Regions from separate parts of the Gossypium hirsutum genome. Here region 1 is linked to region 2. A link is a contact called in public Hi-C data. All regions are on one chromosome and are shown on one strand. The core of a region is the stretch at or near the end of the contact, and the rest is flanking DNA. Distances in the headings are between cores, read along the strand shown.

What was found. Hi-C and Micro-C count contacts between places; a contact is called where the count stands out from the background.
Region 1: a Hi-C map of leaf shows a contact between it and region 2, with 1.9 times the contacts expected there. The contact joins the promoter of LOC107899345 here to the promoter of LOC107893145 in region 2. A contact is called at or near these places in 2 of 34 Hi-C or Micro-C datasets (both in leaf).

What each region holds. Positions count from the first base shown.
Region 1 is chrA11:62,406,802-62,411,717 of Gossypium_hirsutum_v2.1, forward strand. It overlaps LOC107899345 (60S ribosomal protein L26-1), which reads left to right and starts at 2,689. Exons shown (of 1, transcript XM_016825033.2): 1 at 2,689-3,396. The coding sequence starts at 2,782. The coding sequence ends at 3,222. It also overlaps the pseudogene LOC107899339.
Region 2 is chrA11:61,611,503-61,616,391 of Gossypium_hirsutum_v2.1, forward strand. It overlaps LOC107893145 (ruvB-like 2), which reads left to right and starts at 2,594. Exons shown (of 2, transcript XM_041081829.1): 1 at 2,594-3,417; 2 at 4,210-4,889. The coding sequence starts at 2,669. The coding sequence ends at 4,858. It overlaps LOC107957876, which reads left to right and starts at 1,122. Exons shown (of 4, transcript XM_016893490.2): 1 at 1,122-1,473; 2 at 1,540-1,803; 3 at 1,886-1,981; 4 at 2,263-2,628. The coding sequence starts at 1,335. The coding sequence ends at 2,330.

The DNA of each region.
Region 1 (4,916 bases), core at 1,439-3,938, 800 kb after region 2:
TTGCCAAAGTTTCTATCTTGGAAGGAAAATTAGAGCCGTTTAAAGAGGGTTGTGGATTTTTTATGTTTCCAAGGCTTCTTAGGACTTCTAGATATCACGTTCTATTTTTTCATCTATTAACTTTATTTTCTTCTTTATTATTCTAATCTTTGATTTCATTATTCTATTTTATTCATTTTAGTTATTTATCTTTAATTGTTCTCTTTATTTTTATCTGACTTGGATTCGTTTGTGTTTCGATTATGTTAGAATCCAAGTTTTTTTTTTAATGTCAAGAACCCTAAGTCAAATTTATGACTTAGACAAACTTTACAATCCACTTTCGAGTTCATCCGCACGAATCCGTATCATTTCCCTAGAAACAAATCAAAGAGAGTTATCATTGAAAAGGAACATAAGAAAGATAAGGAGGAAGGTGTCCAATGCCATGAATGTTAGGGGTATAGTCATATTCAATCTAAGTGTGCCAACAATCTTAAAATGAAGAAGATGTCACTTTGTGTAACCTAGAGTGATGAAGATTCATCTAGCAACTTAAATTCAAAAGATGATCATCACAGTAATTATGTTGCTTTTGCTACTAATGCTGTCAAAGAAGATGAAGAAGATTCAAATGGAGATTCAGATATTAGTTCTGATGAGGAATTCCTGAAAACCTACAATGAGATGTTGGGCAAGTGGAGGAAAGTTTACAACATCAATACTCTACTATTATAGAAAATAAGCATTTAAAGGATGAAAACCCTAAATTGGTTAAACATGTTGAAACAAAAGAATTACTTCTTACAAAGGAGCTTACTAAAGTTAAACTCATGCTCAAGAAATTTATCACCAATAGTAACAAACTTGAAGAAATCCTTGTAGCAACAAGGAGAAATCCAAGCAAGGGAGGTCTACGGATGTCAAGGAAGGAAAGGCTATGGTCCAGAATCCTACTGCCTTTATGAAGGTTTGTGTTTTGGTGATTTTGGTTGAATGTTCAAAGCTCATGCTGATCAAGAATAACAAAAAGGTATTCATTTGTCACAAAAGTGGTTTGTTATTACTATGGGGCCCTTAAACATATCAAGCATTGGTGTTTCAAGATACTGCATGATCCAAGGTGGAGACGCACAGTGCTTAAGGAAAAGCCCACTTCGATTGCACATCAATTGTGAAGAAATATAAACGAATGTAGGTAAAAAAGGAGACTAGATATATGCATGTTGCATATTGTTCACAAAAGTCTACCATTAATGGAGTTTGGTATTTTGATAGTGGTTGCTTTATACATATGATGATATCAATTATACTTGTCTAACTTTGTGAATTGTCTTGCTGGGAAGGTGACATTTGGAGATGGGAAGAAAATTCATATACTGGGAAAAGGAACCTTAAATGTCCTTGGGATGCCTCAATTAAAGAATCTGTAGCTGGTTAATAATCTTAAAGCCAACTTGGTCAATATAAGTCAACTATGTGACCAAGGTATGCTTGTCAACTTTACAAAAGACAAATGTATTATAACCACCAAATCTGATGAGAAGATTATGGAATGAGCCCACACCTTTGATAATTACTATAGGGCGATTCAATCTATCATGTGTGATAGTGATGTTGTGTCTAACTTGGAACTATGGCACGAGAAAATTGATCATATCCACTTTGAAGGGTTACAAAGGTTGGTACGTTATGAAGTAGTTCAAGAAATTCCAAAATTAACTAGAACCTTTGTCAACCACATACCTATATTTGGTATACCTCTATTTTCTCATTTCATAGCTAGTATAAAAAAGATAATAACAAAATAACACATATTTTAGGATGATTTTTTTTTTTTGGCTAGTTTTGGAAAGAGCAGGAAAGGATTGTACAAATCTAAGCTTTAAATTAATGCTAGTTTTAAACTTATTTCAACTCAAAGGTCAATACATTTGTCATATTAGATCATCTATAATAAAAATTACATAGTATTTTTTAATTTAAAATATTAAAAATAAGAATGCATTTAATTATATCTATTTTATTCTTTTACTATTTCAAGACTATATTATCGTTTAAAATCTTTAAGTTTACTTAACATCTACTTTTTCATTCTCATTTATCCAAAAAGAAAAAAGAAAAAACTTTCATTGAAACATAAACCATCAATTACTCTCAATATAATATTTATTTTAGATTTATAATGCGTTTTATTTGATAATATATTTTATTTTAAATATTTCTTATGTATAATTAATTATATATTATTATATTTTGTATATTTTACATTCTTTTTATTATTTCTGCTCGAGATTTAATATTGTCTCCTCTAACAATATTGTCTATAAGGTTTAAACTTACATTCCCCGTTTGAAAATGCAATATATCTTATCAATTATCACTACACAAAATGTTTGTTGATAGATTACATTTAATTTTAAATAATATATTAAAAAATTTCCAACATCTATCAAATAGCACCTAAGCTAATAAATTATTAGTTTTTTTTAATATATTCAAAAATAAATATCTAATAGCTTTGAATGAATTAATAAAATTAAAAAAAACCATAAATATATTAAATATCAAAACCGATATTAGGTTTAAAAAATCTTAATCAGATAGGAGAGGGAAAAGGAAAATCCAAATCCAAGTTAGGCCACAACCCACAAAAAGGCCCAGAAAAATAGTCCTAAAGCCCAACAAATCCTAAATTTACCCTAGTTACCGCCATATATTCTCTCAATACCCTACTACTCAAACTCTAGGTTGGCCGTCGCCGAGTCGAAGAGGATTCAAACCCCTTTCCCCACAGCAAAAATGAAGTACAACCCACGAGTCTCCTCCTCTCGTCGCAAGAGCCGCAAGGCCCATTTCACGGCACCCTCGTCGGTCCGCCGTGTGTTGATGAGCGCCCCACTCTCATCCGATTTGAGGTCCAAGTACAACGTCCGGTCCATGCCAGTGCGCAAGGACGACGAGGTCCAAGTGGTTCGTGGGACTTACAAAGGCCGGGAAGGGAAAGTTGTTCAAGTCTACCGTCGCAAATGGGTGATCCACATCGAGCGCATCACCCGGGAGAAAGTTAACGGGTCGACCGTCAACGTTGGGATTAACCCATCCAAGGTTGTCATTACCAAGCTGAGGCTGGACAAGGACCGGAAGTCGTTGTTGGACCGTAAGGCTAAGGGACGGGCTGCTGCTGATAAGGATAAGGGTACTAAGTTCTCTGCCGAGGATATCATGCAGAGTGTTGATTAAGGTTGTCTTGTTTTTCATTGCTATGATATCCTTTGTTATGTTACAATTTACGGAGTTTGCAACTATTGGACATCATTTTTCATAGTATTTATCTTCATGTTATTGGATGAGGAATCTGGGATTTTGTAGACTTTGATAATGCTATTATATATTGCAATTTTTGTTTTCATTTTATTTGGTTGCATGATCAAATTCGTAGGCATGGAACTTATAATGTTAAATACATGGAAATGGCTGTGCAAAGAATCTGCTACGTTTAAGCATTGTCTGAAACTAATGCTATAAAGATTCTATTTTTGGTCTTCATAATGCTTTTGTATTGTCAATCATTTTATTCAACAACTACACCAAATTGAGTGGTTTCTTTGAAATGCTACATCACTACCTACCATCCATTCAATGGCTTGTGATATGGATATGCAGAGTTGAGCTGTTTCTCTTGAAAAGCATTGACAGTCCATTGGGATAGGGATTCAAAGAGTTCATTTGCATCCAAAACGACATTAGATTGGGTGTTCATTGATAATCCATTTGTCCATGGGATTGGGATGATACCACTTGGAGAAAAGCCGAGCTTGAAACTCGAAATCCACCATTTCTTTTGGTCGAGGTAGTAGCCGGTAAGCTTTAGGGGACTGTGTATGGAGGAACTTTGAAGGCAACTGGAACAAATAAGCGTTTGTAGATCATTCAAAGGTAGCAAATCAAGACAGCTATAAAGCATTTACCAAATCAAAGAAATACTCAATACAAGGAGGCATAAATGTGCCAATGTCAAAATGGCTCAAATCGGATCAAAACTTCCAATATCTGAATCATTGAAAGCCGAAAGTATCAATCATCCATACACAGGAAATGCGAACCTAGAAATGAATATTAATCGCCTGTGGAGCAACTTATTGACACCCCCATTTTAAATCACCACAAAAAAAAATCGTAATCAAATCTTTAAAAGCATCATTGGGTTGCAAATAATTGATTAGGGTTTCAGAGCAAAGGCCAATCCTAAGCGAGGACTTTTGTCCAAGGACTTGGTGTCAAGCTCACCAGAGACCGTCAACAATGACTTCGGTATGACTTCATGCTGCAGCAATGCTCCAAGCCTCCCATGATTGTTGAGCTTAGCTTTAATCAGTGTGAGATGATCAACAGCGTAAGCCCCTCCAACAGTGAACGTGTTCTCATTTGTTGAAAACTTTCTGCTGATCTCGCCCACGGCAGCGCTCTTCTTCAGGTTGTCCAGATAATGCACATAAGATGCTTTTATGCTGTCTCCCTTGTCTCCTCTGGATTTAAAAAATAAAATAAAAAAATAAAAATAAAAAGAGAGAAAGGAATTAGTGCCAAAAGATTAGAAAGTGCTTACTTTCTATTCGATTCATGGTTTAGTTTATAAAAGCTTACAGAATTATGGAAGCGCATGAATCTGGTTTTGTCACACTAATACCAGCAGTGTACTTTGTAAAATTGCCTTTGGTAGGATCATAACCTGCCTCTGCTCCAAAAGCAATAGAAGGTGTGCCAATGGTTGCTGTGGCATCAACAACTGGCGTCTTGTACAGAGCAATAGTTGTTGTGAAGGTTGCATGGTGATGAAAATACTGAACCTCCAGCTGCAAAATAGATAGCAGATAGAAACTTCCCATTTTCAAACATCAAAACTCATTATCCTGAGAAAAATTTCTGCTTATAAG
Region 2 (4,889 bases), core at 1,344-3,843:
TCCGTGCGCATTGGTCACGAACATTGATCTATGGCCCTTAACACTAATGCATGAATGATATTAAAAAATACATATATTTTATATTTGTAATTTATACATCAATTGTGCATTAATATTTTATACTTGTAATTTATTTAATATAATTTGTTAGATATTTATAAATATTTTTATATACATATATTAAATATTTTTCAAAAATATTAATAAATTTGAAAATAGTACACTGAAATAGATTATAAATACACACAAATTTTAGTTAAAAAAATCATACACCAGTCAATATGATACTAACTCCCGTTGTAAGTCTAAATTATTTTTTATATTCTTGATAAAATATCATAATATTAACTAATTTGAACATAATAATAAAAGTGCTTTTGAGAAATAAAATATTCATTTTAGATATAGTATTATAAAGTAACAAATATACATTTAAATAATGTTCAAATTAGTTAATATTATTATCTTTTAGTAAGAATATAAAAAAATAATTTATTATAACTTGTTAATATTTTAATATATAAAATATAAATTTTAAATATTTTAAGTAATTAATATTAATTATTTATAAAATTTAATTAGAATATAAAAACAATGTTTTAAATATTTGTAATTAAATATTAACACATTTTTGTTATTGTAAGAAATGTTTTTTTAGTTAATGATATTATTTTAAAATGTAATTTAAAATATAACCCATATTGGATATTAACATAACATAGAAAATATAAACCTAATAAATTAAAATATTATATGTATTTAGATTAAAGTTTAAAAAAGAGGTAATATTTATATACTAAATATAAATATTAAAAATTTTATATTAACATTTGTAATTTAAAGTGAATGAAAAGTGGTTGAAAGAAAATAGAGGGAAAAAAATAATAATGCTTTCAGAGGTGATTTTGATTAAAAAAAGCTAAAAATTTTAGATTTAGAGTAAAAGTAATTTTGAAAAACTACTTATTTCAATTAAAAGTTACTTCTTTCGCATAACTTTTCTTTCGAAAATATTTTTTAAGTATAACTAAATACAACCTAAAATAGTTTAAAACACATATTTAATATTCGTTTGATATAAATTCAAGTCGTATTACTCGTTCTAACTGAAAAGAAAAAAAATTATGTATTAATTATTTATTATCAAATGGTATGCACTCCCTGACTCCATAATCTCCTCGATTGAAATTTGTTAATTAATCCTGCTACGAAAATATTTCTAAAATAATCCCACAATACTGCAAAAGTAGTGGTCTTCAACGAGACTTGAAGAGAATATTCACCAATTGTCCAAGTTTTAACACACACCGGATACTGCGAACGAGTGGTCTTTAATGAGACGTGAAGAGAAACGAAAAAGATTCCATGAGGCTGTTCTTAGAACACTCTATCCACCGCCATCTCCACCGGAATCTGAGGAGGAAGAGGAAAAGAAACAGCTGATCACATCACAGAGGGCTGTCGACTTCCCAGGTGATTAAAAAATTATTTAACATCAAATAATTTAGATTAGAAAATGTAATCAAATTTGGGTGGCAGATGATTCTGAGGAGGACAAGTGTAGTTCCCCAAAGACTGCCGACGAAGATGACGGAAGTCAATCTGAGACTCAGAAGCTGAGTAGAGCTCAAAGGAAAAGACTTCGAAAGAAAAAGCTCAAAGAAGATGCTTTTTGTCGTGGGAAGATAATTGGGCCTTTGTTACCGTCATCTAAAAAAGATGGAGTGGGTTCATTGCAATGTGAGCCTGAAGGTGTTCGAGAAAATGCTCGACAGGAACAAGTTGCTTCAAGTGACAAACCTGGTAAGTTTTTAACTTGGTCTTTCTTCTTCTTTAACCAGATGGGAGACTAAAATAAATTCATTGATTTGGGGTGTTTGTTTAGGCGATCAGCAGGAAGGTGATTGTAGTACCAAGAAGAAGCTGAAACAGAGGATGATAGCTAAAAGGTTGGCTAAGGAGGGGCTGAAATCCACTGAAGGTGAGCATTCTGGTCAAGACAAAGAGCACCAAGTAATCTAGTCAAAGAGAATTGCCATCAAGCTTAATAATTTAAGTCCTTTAACATGGGTTCTTGTTGTGAAGACTCGGGTAGTTCCACCAGTTAGAACTCCGATGTAGTTGAAGAATAATAGATTCATGAACTTGAAAATACCAATGAAATATAGATTCATTGGTCAAGAATCTAGAAAACAACCATGCCTGCAAATGCAATAGATTCATTTTGGAGCCTAATGTATTATCTTTGCTTTGCTTTATTAGTAAAATGGGGAAAAGAGCTGATAGAAACAAGACTCCTCGACCAAAATGCTCTAGCAGATCATTACTAAGCAATGTCATGGGGACTGAACTGTTCACGATTTGCATAGCTAATGTTGGGCTCAAGGAGCAAATGGAGCCGAAGGCCCAAACTCTAAAAAATCCAAAAATTAGAACTTTACCCTAGACCCAAAACTGAAAACAAGCCTTCAGAACACAAGTTTTATTAATAGCTTTCTTCATCACTCTCTAAAAAAATTCAAAAATTAGAACTTTACCCTAGACCCAAAACTGAAAACAAGCGTTCAGAACACAGGCATTATCAATAGCTTACATCATCATTCTCTTCCATTTCAATTCAGTTTCTCACAAAACCCAAAACCTTGCCTTTCCCTCCCTCAATCATCCAATGGCGGAGCTGAAACTCTCCGAGAGCCGAGACCTGACCCGAATCGAACGCATTGGGGCTCATTCCCACATACGGGGCCTAGGCCTCGACTCCTCTCTGGAGCCCCGTGACGTCTCGGAAGGGATGGTGGGCCAAGCACAAGCTCGTAAAGCTGCCGGTGTCATCCTCCAAATGATCAAAGACGGTAAAATTGCTGGCCGTGCTATCTTATTAGCGGGCCAACCTGGAACCGGCAAAACCGCCATCGCCATGGGCATGGCGAAATCCCTTGGCCTTGAAACCCCTTTCTCTATGCTCTCTGGCAGCGAAATCTTCTCCCTTGAGATGTCGAAAACCGAAGCTTTAATGCAAGCGTTTCGAAAGTCCATCGGAGTAAGAATCAAGGAAGAAACTGAAATAATCGAAGGCGAAGTCGTTGAAATCCAGATTGACCGGCCGGCAGTTTCTGGGGCGGCTTCAAAAACTGGAAAATTAACGCTTAAAACGACGGACATGGAGACCGTTTACGATTTAGGGGCGAAGATGATCGAGGCATTAGGGAAAGAGAAAGTGCAGAGTGGAGATGTGATAGCTATTGATAAAGCTTCAGGGAAAATAACGAAGCTTGGAAGGTCATTTTCAAGGTCGAGGGATTACGATGCTATGGGCCCGCAAACAAAGTTCGTGCAATGTCCAGACGGAGAGCTGCAGAAAAGAAAAGAAGTCGTCCATTGTGTTACGCTTCATGAGATTGATGTCATTAACAGCAGGTAAATTCGAGCTTATCTTTGGCAAAAAATGTACCCTTTTCCAGATTTGCAGCTTTGTTGCCGTGTTTAATATGATTTCTCGAGTCTTTTTAACTTTTTCTGTAACTAGAATGCAAAGTGGTTCTTCCATTGTTTATCTGTTATTGTTCTGAAATTAGCGTAGAGCTGTTATCAGCTGTTTTGCTTCTGAAGTAAAACATAAATAGATTAACAAAAACTATGCCTGGGTGGAGAAACCTGTAACATTTTGGAAGAATTAACCAATTAGGTGAATTTGATTTACATGTTTCAAGCTATCTAGTGATGATTCTATTCAGAATTTGGATGCTGCATGTTAAGAGCTCTGAGTAGGGATGAAGAAGGTTAAACTCAATTAGCTTATAAGTAGATCATTCTTTGCTATGGTTGCGGGTAGCTTCTTCCAACGTGTATGTCTTAGGGATCAACATGTGTAGCGTTCCTTTATACCATCTCTACATATCTTTTGTCATGTTGTTCAATCAAATGTGATGATACCATTGGTTTGTGATTATTAGGGAAGAATTTGTGCATGGTATATGGCTGGTATGAACATCATAACTTGTTGAAATTTATCTCTCTAGCATAAAATTTATCCCTAGAAAACATTACTGTGAGTTCAATGTATGCATATCCGGTGCAACTTTTCTATAGGCAGTATCTTTGCTAGTCTGCCTTATAGGATAATAGACTTAGAGAAGTTTTACGTTGTTTCACAGTAGAAAATAATCTATTTTTAGTCATCATCTCATGTTTCATTATGTTTGAGCTCAGAACACAGGGATTTCTTGCTCTTTTCACTGGGGATACTGGTGAAATCCGTGCTGAGGTGAGAGAACAAATTGACACGAAGGTGGCAGAGTGGAGGGAGGAAGGGAAGGCTGAAATCGTGCCTGGTGTTCTCTTTATCGATGAGGTGCACATGCTTGACATCGAGTGCTTTTCTTTCCTGAACCGTGCTCTTGAGAATGAGATGGCCCCTATATTAGTAGTTGCTACAAACAGAGGCATAACTTCAATCCGTGGCACAAATTACAAATCCCCTCATGGAATTCCAATTGATCTTCTTGATAGACTACTAATCATCACTACTCAACCTTATTCCGAGGATGAAATTCGTAAGATTCTAGACATCAGGTGCCAAGAGGAAGATGTAGAGATGTCTGAAGATGCAAAACAACTGTTGACCAAAATTGGGCATGAGACCTCCTTGAGATATGCTATCCATCTGATCACAGCTTCTGCACTGAATTGCCAGAAGCGGAAGGGGATGGTTGTGGAAGTGCAGGACATCACTCGTGTTTACAGTCTATTTCTGGATGTAAGGAGATCAACGCAGTACTTGATGGAGTACCAAAAAGAATACATGTTCAATGAAGCATCAATCCTTGATGGTGGGGATGCCGATGCCATGCACGATTGATAGCTCCTTCCGGTCTGGTTGGAGACTTTTC